Linked DNA regions of Sus scrofa: region 2 is linked to region 1. Evidence: chromatin contacts called from public HiChIP or PLAC-seq data. All regions are on one chromosome and are shown on one strand. The core of a region is the stretch at or near the end of the contact, and the rest is flanking DNA. Distances in the headings are between cores, read along the strand shown. Region 1 holds the start of LRIG2 (leucine-rich repeats and immunoglobulin-like domains protein 2). Region 2 holds the start of PPM1J (protein phosphatase 1J).

Region 1 (6,220 bases), core at 1,338-3,837:
ATCCAGTAGGAATGAAGGATATAAGAAGTTAGGAAGTTATGATTTAAAACAAATGTTTTTGGTGTGAGATAATTCATATATATATAAAATTTTAAAGAAATCTCAAGAGTGCCAAACTCATTAAATGGGAGTCAAAAAACACACATATTTGCAGCAACATGGACAGGACCTAGAGACACTAAGTGAAGTTAGACAGTGAAAAACAATCACATGATACCACTTATATGTGGAATCTAAAAAAAAAGATAGAAATGAATTTATTGCAGAACAGACTCACAGACTTTAAACAAACTTATGGTTACCAAAGGAGACAGGTGGGGTGGGAGAAGGGGTGGACTGGGGATTTGAGCTTGGTACATGTACGCTGTATACTGAATGCCTGGCTAGTGGGGACCTGCTGTCAGCACAGGGAACTCTACGCAATCAATATTCTATAATATAATATGATAATCTATATGGGAAAAGAATCTGAAAAAGAATGGATGTGTGTATATGTGTAACTGAATCACTTTGTTGTATAGCAGAAATGATCACAACTTGTAAATCAATTCTACTTCAATAAAATTTTTTAATATGGGAAAAAAAAAACCACACATAATTCCCATCCAATCATTAAAAAGTTGAGAAGTCACTTAACTTCTACAGCCTTAGTTTTCTAATCTGTAAAATAAGGGAAAGTGACTAGCTGGGCATGAAGATCCTTTCCAGAGTTACATGCATTAATATATAAAAGGCCAAAAGATATGTAAACTCTTGAAACACTGGTCACTTGGTTCATCCTATGGTGGCATGATCTTTTTTCCTTTTTAATCTGTTTAGGTATGTTACAGCCTATTATGTTAAGCCTAAAACTAAACCTTTAAACCCATTCAGCTATAAAAAAAAAAACTCGCATAATGCTCCCCAGACCATTAACTTGCATTTTTATCAAGGGTCACTGCAATCCAAAGAAAGAACAGCATCTATCTAATCCCTGAATTAATTACTGAAGTAACTTCAGCATTTAAATAATACTTATCCAGTACTTGTTTTAAGGGCTAGATATCTTAAATTCTTTACTATTTACATGACAATTTAAAGGTAAATTGTACCTCAGGGCGTAAGACTTAGATTTATGGGAGTATTCAATGCCTAAAAAACTAAACTAAAATACTCTCTGCTTCACCTCACTGGGCTGGTAGCTGATACCAAAATTGTTTATTTACAGCTAATTCCTACTCACACACTTCCAAACTCTCACACAATTCAGAGCTCACCCTATCACGGACTTTCCTCCAGTAACTAATCTCACAACCGTTTTATCAAGGCACTGAAGTGTACACAGTTTATTTCAAAATCAGAATAGTTCTTGGAAAAAAAAAATTCAAACCTAGTTATGAACAAAGTACTTAACATTTCCCTGTTACCAATGGATGCCTAGATTTATATGCAGACACTGGCAACTCGGCTGAAGTAGTAATTTTTTTTTTTTTTTGGTTAAGATTAATTACCAACTAGTTTTGGCAACAGCCTGTCGCACCAAATAAGTCATGACAAAGAAATGAAATGTTAAAATGCACGTGGGGAAAAAAGGGATGTATTTGCAACAAAAAGCGCGCATCAGACCAAGTGTAACGCTATGCTTCAGATTCCTCTGGACAGGGCCGTCTTAAAACCCCAGAGCGAGGGCGCTGCGGCGGACGTTCTGCAGCCACAGGTTGAATGACAAAGAGTTCCCGTCAGCACCACTCCGGGCGTCTGCCAGTGGCACCGTCCCCTCGGCAAAGTCCACTCGAAGCCCTGCAGTCACGCCCAGGCTGCGGGGACTGCAGGTCCCCCAAGCCACTACCGCAGGTCACCAGGTGGGACAAGGATTGGCTGGCAGAGGAGGTTGGGGCGGGCATGCCACGAGTCCAAAATTACTCCAGCCCCGGGTCCCTTCTCTTGGAGAACGCCGCCAGCAATCTGGAGGCACCACGTGAATCAGCCCCACGTCGTCCCATTTCCAGATCAAAAAGCATCTCCTGAAGGACCTACTGAAGACTAGAGGGGAAGCGACTTCCCCAAGGTCACCGGCAGCACCACCCAACTCCTCGGTCAGGTCGGTGACCGGCACCTGACAACGGGGCCACAGCTCTGCCGGGAGAGGCGCCGTCCTCAGCGTCCCAAGGTCTCCTTCACCAAGGCTGCGCTCCGTGGCCACGTGGCTGCTGCGGCCACGGTGCCCCCGCCCGGCCGCCCCCTCCTTTCCGGAGGACCAAGCTCTCCGCTCCCCCCGACCCCGCAGAGGAAGCGAGGACACCGCGGGGTCCACGCCGAGCGCGCGGCGGGCCCGTTACTAACTAACCGTTATGCGCGGCTCGCGGCGCCAGGCGTGAGCGTGACGCGGCGGCGCGGCTGCAGTTCCGCGGGGCCCAGGATTCAGGTCGCGTCCTTCGCCGGCTGCCTTGTTCGCTTGCCCCGGCACCCACGCGCCGCGCCAGTCACGTCGCAGCTCTCCAGCACTTTGTCGGGCCGGGCCCGCGAGGCTTGCCTTATAACCCTCGGGCCGGAGCATGCGCACAGGAGGCGGAGTCGGCCCTCCCGGCCGCCGCCCCCTCCCCCCTACTCTTACACGGGAACCGCGACTCGCGCCTCCACGAGCTCTCAGGCGCGCGCCCGCTAGCTCGCTCGCGCTCGCCGGCGCCCCCTCTTCGCCACGTGACCGGTGGCCGGGTAAGACCCGCGCGCCGCGCCCCCGCTATGCGGCGGGGATGGCGTCGCCGTGCTCCGCGGCGGGATGTGCTCCTCTGCAGTATTCGCTCCCCCGCGGGACTCGCCCCTCGGACTGGCCGTCAGAGGACCTCGGGGTGACCTCCTCGCTTCTGGGACCCCACCGTAGATCTCAGCCTCAGTCTCGGGCGGAGAAAAGGGGAAAACCGCCCAGGACGGATGGGGCGCGCCCCGGGGCCTGACTCAGGTGTGGGGGGCGAGCGGCGCGCGGAGGAGCCGGGAAGTGACTGGAAGTGGAGGAGCGGGCGGGGCTTGAAGGGACGCGGGTGCTCCTCGGACCCGGCAAGAGGCCGGGGACCAGCAGTTAAGAGCGCGGCTTGTGGCTTCGCTGCTTGAGTTCAGGGACCTCGGGGAAGTCACTCAAACACTCAGGGCCTGTTTCCTGCTCTAAAATGGCAACACTAATAGAAGCGACCTCATAAGGGCTTTTGGTGGTTTTCATGAGAAGTTTCTTACTACAGAGCCGGGTCTGTAGCATTTGCTGAATGGTGGGTGTCAAACGCAGAAGTCGGGAGAGAAGAGCAGGTCTGAGGGTGGGGACGCTAGAAACAGGAAGGTCTCTGTGTGCGGAACGTGGGGAAATGAGAATGCAGAGAGGCCAAATTTGTAATGAACGCTGAAGGATTGGGACAAATACAGCTAAGAAGTCTTTAGAGTCGATTATGTATGTGCTTAGCAGTTCACCTGAGTTAACCGCCCAACCCAATGTTGTAGTTGAAGTGATCAAATTAACTGATCGTGGAGTGCCTCTGATGTCCGAGACTTGAGAAATACCCAAAATCTTTGTAAGGCCCCACGCTTATAAATTTCTGGGGAGGTGAAGGGAGGCAGGTAGAAATCTACCAGCAGTTGATGAGCACAGGCCTGCCTCTGCCGCCTCCCTTCCCCTCCTCCCCACTTAATTCTCTCTACTGCTCAGTACGGTTGGCCTTAAGCTTTTTGTTTTGCAAATGAAGAACCTAGATTGTGATGGAGTGGGGGTTGAGGGAAAGGTCTAAAAACTCCTCCTGTGTGCTTTCTTTCTCTCACCCACTCTGCTTCTGTTTCACACAACAAAAGTTTTCAGTGACAGTTCAGGACAATTAGAATAGCCAGATATGCTTATAAGCAATGATTGCTTTTTACCTTTAATAAATACAGAGAAGGAAGGCACTTCAGGTCCTTAGGGTAGCCAGGACTTGGGAAAGCAGTGCTTCAGGGTATCAGGGAAGTAGTAGCATTCAGGGTAAGTGGTAGGAGAGTTGAGTTAGACAAACTAGGACTAGTTCACGTGTGAACCTAACTAATGGAATGTAGTGGGAAGTGGTAGAAGTAGATGATTCCCAGCAAATAGCAAAAGAAGGCTTTGGAGGGGCTTAGTGTGATAGGTTCACAATATGGACCCAGGATTAGATCTGAATTCCAGCTTTGATACTTGGCAGTTCCTCTAGCTCTTTGTCCTTAAGCAAATCATTAAGCCTCCCTCATTCTCTGTAAAACAAGGATAGTACCTTCCTCATAGGGTTGTTATGATAATAAAATTAGTATTTACTTTAGTGTCTGGCATATAGTAAGCACCTAATAATAGTATAACCATAAATGTTTAACCCTTAAAGCCCCTCCCTTGGGGAGGAGGGGAGGGGAGGCGGCAGAGGCAGCCCCTCCCCAGTGTATCCACAGGGTCATACTTGGTGTTGTAATTTTGTATTCCTTTTCTTGAAGATATCCACCAAAATTATGTATACCTTAAGCCTCACAAAATCTAGATCTGTCCCTAGTAGGAACTCTAGTGTTGTGAAAAGAATATAGACTTTGGAGGAGTTCCCGTCGTGGCGCAGTGGTTAACGAATCCGACTAGGAACCATGAGGTTTCGGGTTCGATCCCTTGCTTTGGGTTAAGGATCCGGCGTTGCCGTGAGCTGTGGTGTAGGTCGCAGACCCGGCTCAGATCCCTTGTTGCTGTGTGTGGCTCTGGCGTAGGCTGGCAGCTACAGCTCCAATTCCACCCCTAGCCTGGGAACCTCCATATGCCGTGGGAAGCGGCCCTAGAGGAGACAAAAAAAAAAAAAAAAAAAAAAGAATATAGACTTTGGAATCAGAAGGATTGTTGCTATAACTTATCCCTGTTACTTTGAGCAATTAGTTCACTGACTTATCCTGGGCCTGTTTTCTTACCAGGTGCACTGATAATATCTACCAGCCTGAGCTGTTGTGACAGTCAAATAAGATAGTATTTGCAAAAGTGATTGGTAAAACTTGAAAAGCACTCAACAAATGTTTATGAATATTATAATTTGTCCATAAATGTATAAGAGGCAAAGATCAAAAGCACCTCCAAGGTTCTTAGCTGAAAAAGTGGGATGAGGTGGAGTGGGGTGAGGTGGTAAAAATGATGAAATAATACAGGTAAAATTCTACTTTTTTGCCAGCTTTTCTTCCTGATTAATCCATGAAGCACTGAAGGAGTAAACTAAAAAAGCACAAGATCAGAAATTTAGAGCTGAGAGGAGGTTGAAGATCATCTAGCATAAGCCCCCACATGTCACCGAAAGGGAAATTAAGGCCCAGGGACGCTGAAACACTTTTCTGTGACCAGCCATCTAATAAATGGCATGATCAGAAGAACTAGATCTCCAGTCTCCAGGTTCTTACTGTCCCAAGCAATCTTTAGGATAAAAGCATTTTGTCACAGGGTCTTTCAAAATCAGAGAAGGCTCAAGTGGCTTTTGGCTTTACCACGAAATTACCCACACACACTTTTCTTTCCTAAAGGTTAATAGACTGTTTGCAAGCTTGTTAATAAATGAACAAAACTTCTGAAGATTTTGAAATTTCTGAGTTATAACTTCAGAGATTAATAATGGGATGAGAAATGCAAATACAAAATTTGGAAGTTCATAACAACTAGTTACTATTCAAGCTGAGAAAGTTACTCAACCTCTTTATCTGGAAAACGAGAATAATAAAATTACAGTGTATTTTCTCTGGAATTCCACTGCATACTTCACTCACATTCCCTCATTTCTGTAAGTAAAAAATAGAAAGGTACTGTTATCCCCATTTCACTAATACCAAACAAAGCAGGAAAGTATTCTTTTAAAACAACACTTAGGAGTTCCCATCGTGGCTCAGTGGTTAATGAATCCGACTAGGAACCATGAAGTTGCGGGTTCAATCCCTGGCCTTGTTCAGCGGGTTAAGGATCCGGCGTTGCCGTGAGCTGTGGTGTAGGTTGCAGACATGGCTCGGATCCCGAGTTGCTGTGGCTGTGCCGTAGGCTGGTGGCTAAAGCTCCGATTCAACCCCTAGCCTGGGAACCTCTATATGCCGCAGGAGCGGCCCTAGAAAAGACAAAAATAATAATAAATAGAAATGGTCATTAGTAACTATTAATAATAGGAGACTGATCCATAGACTTTGAAGGCCGTCTTGACTTAGGAAGAGCATGTTCTAGGTTCTTTCTACCCATGATAGAGCTGAACAATCATTG
Region 2 (6,220 bases), core at 1,645-4,144, 210 kb before region 1:
AGCCCCCCTCCACTTGGTGGCCACGCCGCTCCCTCGCCATTTGCTCATCCTGACATAGGAGGAAGGTCAGAGGAAGTGGATGAAGAGGAGGTTCCAGACACACAGCCGCCACCCCACCCCCCGCCCCGCCATGTCTGCAGAAATGAATTGCCCAGGCAAGCCACACTGGCAGAGAGTGGGGAAGACATCGTTATGACACTCGCTTCTCCCTCCCTCTGAACCAAGCTCTGCTCAGGCTCTCAAGGCTGTCGTGGGCTCTTAGGGTCACCTCCTGAGGCCACCTGACTCCCATACAGAGTTGATCAGAGTGTCGGTCTGGCAGGCCCTTGACCTTGGCCCCCCACTTACCATGAGCTGGAAGGCATTCTCAATGGCACCCACTACCAGGCTCTCATGGGTCACTTCCTTCTGCAAAGGCCAGCAGGGCTGAGGACCAACCAAGTGAGAAGAATCAGAGGAACCTGGAGCCCCCGGGGTGGATGGGAGGCAGAGGGGAGGTGGTGAGGGGTCCTGGAGTATCTCTACCAGGTCCTTTAGCTGCTCCCGAATGTGGCGGTGCAGGAGCCTAGAGGCCATTTCAGCAGCTCCACCCCCTGCGTGCCCATCGAACAGACCCCAGTAGTAGAAGCAGAGTCCCTGGTGGAGGAAAAGTTGAATGTGTGAGTGAGTGTGTGTTATGCAGGGAGAAGAGCAAGAGTGTGGGCATCCATATAAACATCGGAGAGGAGGTCAGAGTTTGGTATTAAAGGGGAATCATATTTATTCGCTCATTCACCAAGGGCCATATGTGTCTAAAAGCATCGAAAAAGTCAAACTCAGAGGATAAAAGGTGCAAAAATAAACATTAGTGGTTACTTAAATCATCAATAAATACATGAGCATCTACATTTTAAGCGGAAAATGGAATATTCATACTGACATGGTAGAATCTCGCGGATCAGTCAATGCCAGATAAAGGTTCTGTGCCAGAAGGTAGAAAGCTTGTGAGTTAGGAGGTAGGTCTTTCACAGGGCTCAGACTAAAACCAGATGCCTAGAATCCCTGGGGAGAGGTGTCACTTGTGTCGACGCAGGCTAGGAAAGGGGGTAAGGGCTCACCTGGCCTCGGCTAGGCTCTCTGGGTGCCCCTGAAACGCTCCTCCGACCTTCCACGTACACCACCTCACAGCAAGCCTGGTCCTCATTGTGTCGGCTCTTGCCAGCGTTGATGACCCTGTCAGGCCACAGTGACCACATCAGGTTGGACACCAGACCGGGTCCTGGAATAACTCCCACCTTAGACACACATACCCTCTCTGGAGCCTGCTGGCCAAGCTGAGAAAGGTCACAGCCACCTGGGAACCAGGCCAGAGGAAAGAAAAGGGAGGCAGGGCAAGGCACAAGGAGTACTGTCTGGGTGTCAGGCCCCACTACCTCACAGAAAGGCCACAGCAGCACCTTCCTGCCTCAGTCCCCTGGTCCCTGGCTAAGGGGACCTCCCAAGTGGTGCTGCTGCTGCTGCGGAAGGACTTCGATGGAGGGAAGGAGGTTTTAATTCCTGACTTGCCAAGACCCTATATCCCACCCTGACCCCCAGTCAACTCTTCTAGTGCCTTGTCCACAGCACCCCACCCTCATGAGCACACCCACCTTTATTCTAAAATCATCCAGTGAAAGTTTCTGCTGCTTTGGCAATAAGTGCTCCAGCCCAGATCAGGAAAGAGGAATTGAAATAGGGTAGGAGTGGATGCCCCCCTGGACTGCGCAGGAGCCACATAACCACCAACTCTTCCCAAAAAGGAAGTTAAAGGAGCTGGGAGTGGAGTCACGGAGTCACCAGCCTCAGCACCTCAGCGCTCCCGTCTCCCTCAGTGCTCCGCTTTCCCAGCAGATGCATTAAAAATACAAGCCGGCTGCTCCAGCCACTCCGACAGCTCTGGCCCGGGGTCCACTTTCTTGCCTAGCCAGGGCAAGTCCACCGGCCGAGGGGTGTTCAAAGGGGGCCCTTCCGCTTCTCTGGGAGGCCCCCTCCCCCGCTCCTGGGGAAGCCGGCGGCCGCCTGGTGTCGCCGGCTATTTCTGGGTGTGGAGGGGGAGGGGAACGGTAAAAGGAACAGGGAACTGGGGCGCTGGGGTCGGGAAGCCCAAGGAGTTTTTCCAGTCACCACCTCCTCTATTAAAAGGGCCCCTCGCTCCTTGAAACCTCTCCTCCCTTAGTCATTAAGCTACCGGGCCGCAACTGAGAACTGGCCAACTCATCACTCGCGGGCCCTCTACCCTCCGGGCTCTGGAAGGGAACAAGGTCCTGAAGCGGCGTGGGTGAGGGTAGTCAGCGAGCCAGAAGGTCCTAAGGAAGGCTCACCCGACTTGAGAAAGGGCTGGGAGTGGGTGCGGCCCGAAGCCCAGAGAATAGCAAAAGGTCCTGGGGAAAGGAAGCTCCTGGCACCTAGCGCGGCGAGGGGGACGCATCCCAGTGCCCAGGATGCCGAGATGGGGAGGGGTTTGGGGATGGGAGTCCCATCTGAGTAGGGTGCTCCCGGGGTCGCTCACTCGGCGTAGCCCGTGCTCCAAGGCAGGCGACGGCCGGTGTCCGGGGGGCTTTGCACAGCCCGGCCAGCGTGGTCGTCGGCGCGTCGCAGACCCCCAGGGCTCAGCTGCAGAAAGGTCGGTCGGGAGAAGCTCGCTCGAGCCTCTGCTATCTTCCTGGGCGCCGCGCTCGCGCTCCCAGCCCTCGCCGGAGGGCTCCTGGGAGCTTCTGGAGGGGCGGCAGGCGGCGCCGAGGTTGCGTTGGGCAGGTCCGGCGATTTGGGGCGCGGAGGCGGTCCACCCCCAGAGCTAACCAGGTGCGCCACGGCCGAGCGCACCCGGTTTAGCATGCTGCCTCCCTGCCCCGCCCTCGGCCGTGGCCCCGCCCCAAGGAAGGCCCCGCCCCCTAGGGCTCGCGGGAGGCGGTGCTCGCTCCCGCCAGCCCGGCCCTGCCATTGGCTCCCGGCCCTCAGAGCCGGTCCTGGGCAAAACTTCCTCGGCCTCCCGCTACCCCGCGAACAGCCCTGCCAGCTTGCGGCCTCTTCCCTGCCCCATTCCGGCTTCGCCCGCCTCAGTTTCTTTGGGGAAGAAGGGCCTGCTGTAATAGGAAGGGGACGGCGAAAAGGAAACTCTATTTGAGCCTTGCTCTAAGGTTAGGCATCAACTAGAACGTCCCCATTGTGACGGGAGGGTGGTGTCTCTTCGTCCTCGGTTCTTTGTGGCCAGCCTACCCAGAGGGTGATGGAGCTGGTGACCTCAAAACGAAACCAGTCGCTTCGGTGACCTCTGGGTGTGACTCTCCTGGTGCGATAACACCTCTGGCTGGGGCCGCTGGAGTGAGAGCGAGGACAAGCGAGCCGCTGCTGGGGGTGGTGTGGGGGTTGGGGACTAGACAAGCTGGAGCCCATCATCCTGAATAAGGGATCTGGGGATAAGTTCCTGGATTCGTGAGGGCGCTGTTCCCTGAAGACCACTTATAGATCCGAGAGAGCGTTTACATACTTTAGGTCTTTTACACCGCGCATCAACCCTGCAAGGTGGGTTTTATTATGTTCTTTTATTTACTTATTTATTTGCTTTTTAGGGCCGCAGGTGCGGCATATGGAAGTTCCCAGGCTAGGGGTAGGATCCGAGATACAGCTGCCGGCCTACGCCACAGCAACGCCAGATCCGAGCTGTGTCTGCAGCCTACACCACGCCTCACGGCCACGCATGATTCTTAACCCACTAAGCGAGGCCAGGGATAGAACCCGCGTCATCATGGTTACTAGTCGGGTTCGTTACCGCTGAGCCACAACGGGAACTCCCTTTATTATGTTCTTTATAGGGATGAGGCAGGACTGAACAGTCAGTGCGAAATTCATACCTATGTCAATTCCCAGCTACCAAAGCCGATTGTAAAGAACGAAGCTGATTTGTCTGGGTCAGAAAGGAAGGGTTAAGAGGTAGATACCCAGCAGAAGGGTGGGGGTCCCTCCTCTCCCATACTCCTCCTCTTAAGCCAGAGGCTGAGAGCAATCCAGGTTCTGTGGCTGCCGCCGGGGGGAGACAGAGGCCAGGCTAGTAGCCTGACTGAGCCAGGAGGGTGGTAACTGACCTGAAGCCCTGAACTGAAGAGCTATGTGCCTAAGCCTAGGAGTCGATCATTAGGCCTCCAAAGACACCTCTTATTCCACACATGGTTCAAATGGGGACAAGGCCCTATGGCCCTAATGCAAGTCGAAGGTAGCCCTCAGGAACCACTGGCACCCAGTTCATAGTGGGGACTCCACCTCTGGACTGTCAGCTGGATGCTTCCTGAACACGACTCTCCCTGCTCCTGGCTAGACCGCTTCCAAATAAAAATTTCACAATAGTCATTCAGGTCTGCAGACTTCTATAATTATGACTCGACTCTGGGCAGAGAGAAGACAAAGAAGTCACAAAAAAGGAAAAAAAAAGAAAAAAAAAAGATCAGACCCAAAGGCACATAGAACGGCCAGGCAGATAGGGAGATAAAGAATATGCTGCTGGAGTTCCCGTCATGGCTCAGTGGTTAAGGAGCTCAACTAGTATCCATGAGGATGTGGGTTCGATCTCTGGCCTTGCTCAGTGGGTTAAGGATCCAGCATTGCCGTGAACTGTGGTGTAGGTAAGCAGAAGCGGCTCGGATCTGGCGTTGCTGTGGCTCTGGCATAGGCCTGCAGCTACAGCTCCGATTAGATCCCTAGCCTGGGAACCTCCATATGCCGTGGGTGCAGCCCTAAAAAGACAAAAGACCAAAAAAAAAAAAAAATGCTGCTTGCTGCTATGGGTATTTCCCTCTTGTTTGAGAAAAGCCCTGGAACCAGCTCACAGATAAGTGGCATAAACAGCAGCAGCAAGCCAGAGACAGAAGAAAAAAATATATAACATCCTGGCTATTTTTATTATTCAGTGTTTCTGGGACAGTTTGCTTACCACTTCTCCATGTCACTCCGCTCCCTAATCCCTACTCCTTACAACACCCATCATAGTGTGACCGAAAGTGGGCCACAGAGCTAGGGCCCAGAGACTTCCTCGTTCCAGCACCAGATAGTCACCACGGATATTAACAGCTCACTTGGGCTCCAGAATAGACCCAGTACCATACGCAAATCCCAAGGCTCCCTTCTCTCTAAACTTCTCACCTCCTATTCCTGGCTTCATCATACCTCCTCCATCCTCAGACTGCCTCAGAACCTGGTGAGGTCACCACCTCTATTCATCCTGAGGTAGCACCGAATGAGAAGGGAAAAGGGGGTGGGGTGGGAAGAAGCAGACCTGTGGGGTATTCTTCTCTGCTGAGAATTGCTCAGAGGCTGGTCCTGCCTAGGGCATGGGAAGTCTCAGCTAGCTGCGGGAATTGGGCATCCTCAAGACAGGTGACCTTGTCCTGGGACCATGCAGAGGTTCAGAGCCCAGAACTGGGCCTCTTCCCTTTGCCTCTCTCCTTCCCATTACACTCTTAAACTAATCCCAGAGCACTCTTAAACTAATAGGAGTGTCCTTCAATTATGAGACAAATTCACAGACAACCACCTCCCCCTTTCATCTGTCTAACACTTTTGTATCCAGAATCTCACCTCTAAAGAATTATATAATATACAAATGCAATTATATTACAATTTTTATGGTGGAGAAACTGAGTCCCAGGAGTTCCCCTCATGGCTCAGTGGTTAACGAACCCGACTAGCATCCATGAGGACATGGGTTCAATCCCTGGCCTCGCTCAGTGGGGTTAAGGATCTGGCATTTCTGTGAGCTGTGGTGTAGATCACAGATGCAGCTCAGATCCTGCATTGCTGTGGCTCTGGCTTAGGCTGGCAGCTACAGCTCTGATTCAGTCCCTAGTCTGAGAACCTCCATATGCTGCCCGGTGCACCCCTAAAAGACAAAAAGACAAAAAAAAAAAAAAAAAAAAAAAAGAGGAGTTCCCATCATGGCACAGTGGTTAACGAATCTGACTAGGAACCATGAGGTTGCAGGTTTAATCCCTGGCCTTGCTCAGTGGGTTAAGGATCCGGCATTGCCTTGAGCTGTGGTGTAGGTCACAGACGTGGCTTGGATCCCGTATTGTTGTGGCTCTGGCTTAAGCCGGTGGCTCCGATTTGACCCCTAGCCTGGGAACCTCCATATGCCTCCAGCGCAGCCCTAGAAAAAGACAAGAAACAAAAAACAAGAGTCCCAGAGTTTCATCCCCAAGTTGGAGTTCATACC

The links. HiChIP or PLAC-seq counts read pairs in DNA pulled down with a chosen protein or histone mark.
Region 2: an H3K27ac HiChIP or PLAC-seq map of alveolar macrophages shows a contact between it and region 1. The contact joins the promoter of PPM1J here to the promoter of LRIG2 in region 1. A contact is called at or near these places in 1 of 47 Hi-C or Micro-C datasets (embryonic fibroblasts) and 1 of 2 datasets of contacts at active chromatin or transcription factors (alveolar macrophages).

What each region holds. Positions count from the first base shown.
Region 1 is chr4:107,507,675-107,513,894 of Sscrofa11.1, reverse strand. LRIG2 (leucine-rich repeats and immunoglobulin-like domains protein 2) reads left to right here and starts at 2,587. Exons shown (of 18, transcript XM_021090738.1): 1 at 2,587-2,694. It also overlaps a transcript of SLC16A1 not described here.
Region 2 is chr4:107,720,101-107,726,320 of Sscrofa11.1, reverse strand. PPM1J (protein phosphatase 1J) reads right to left here and starts at 2,894. Exons shown (of 10, transcript XM_021090759.1): 1 at 2,528-2,894; 2 at 1,098-1,212; 3 at 349-426; 4 at 1-49. The coding sequence starts at 2,853.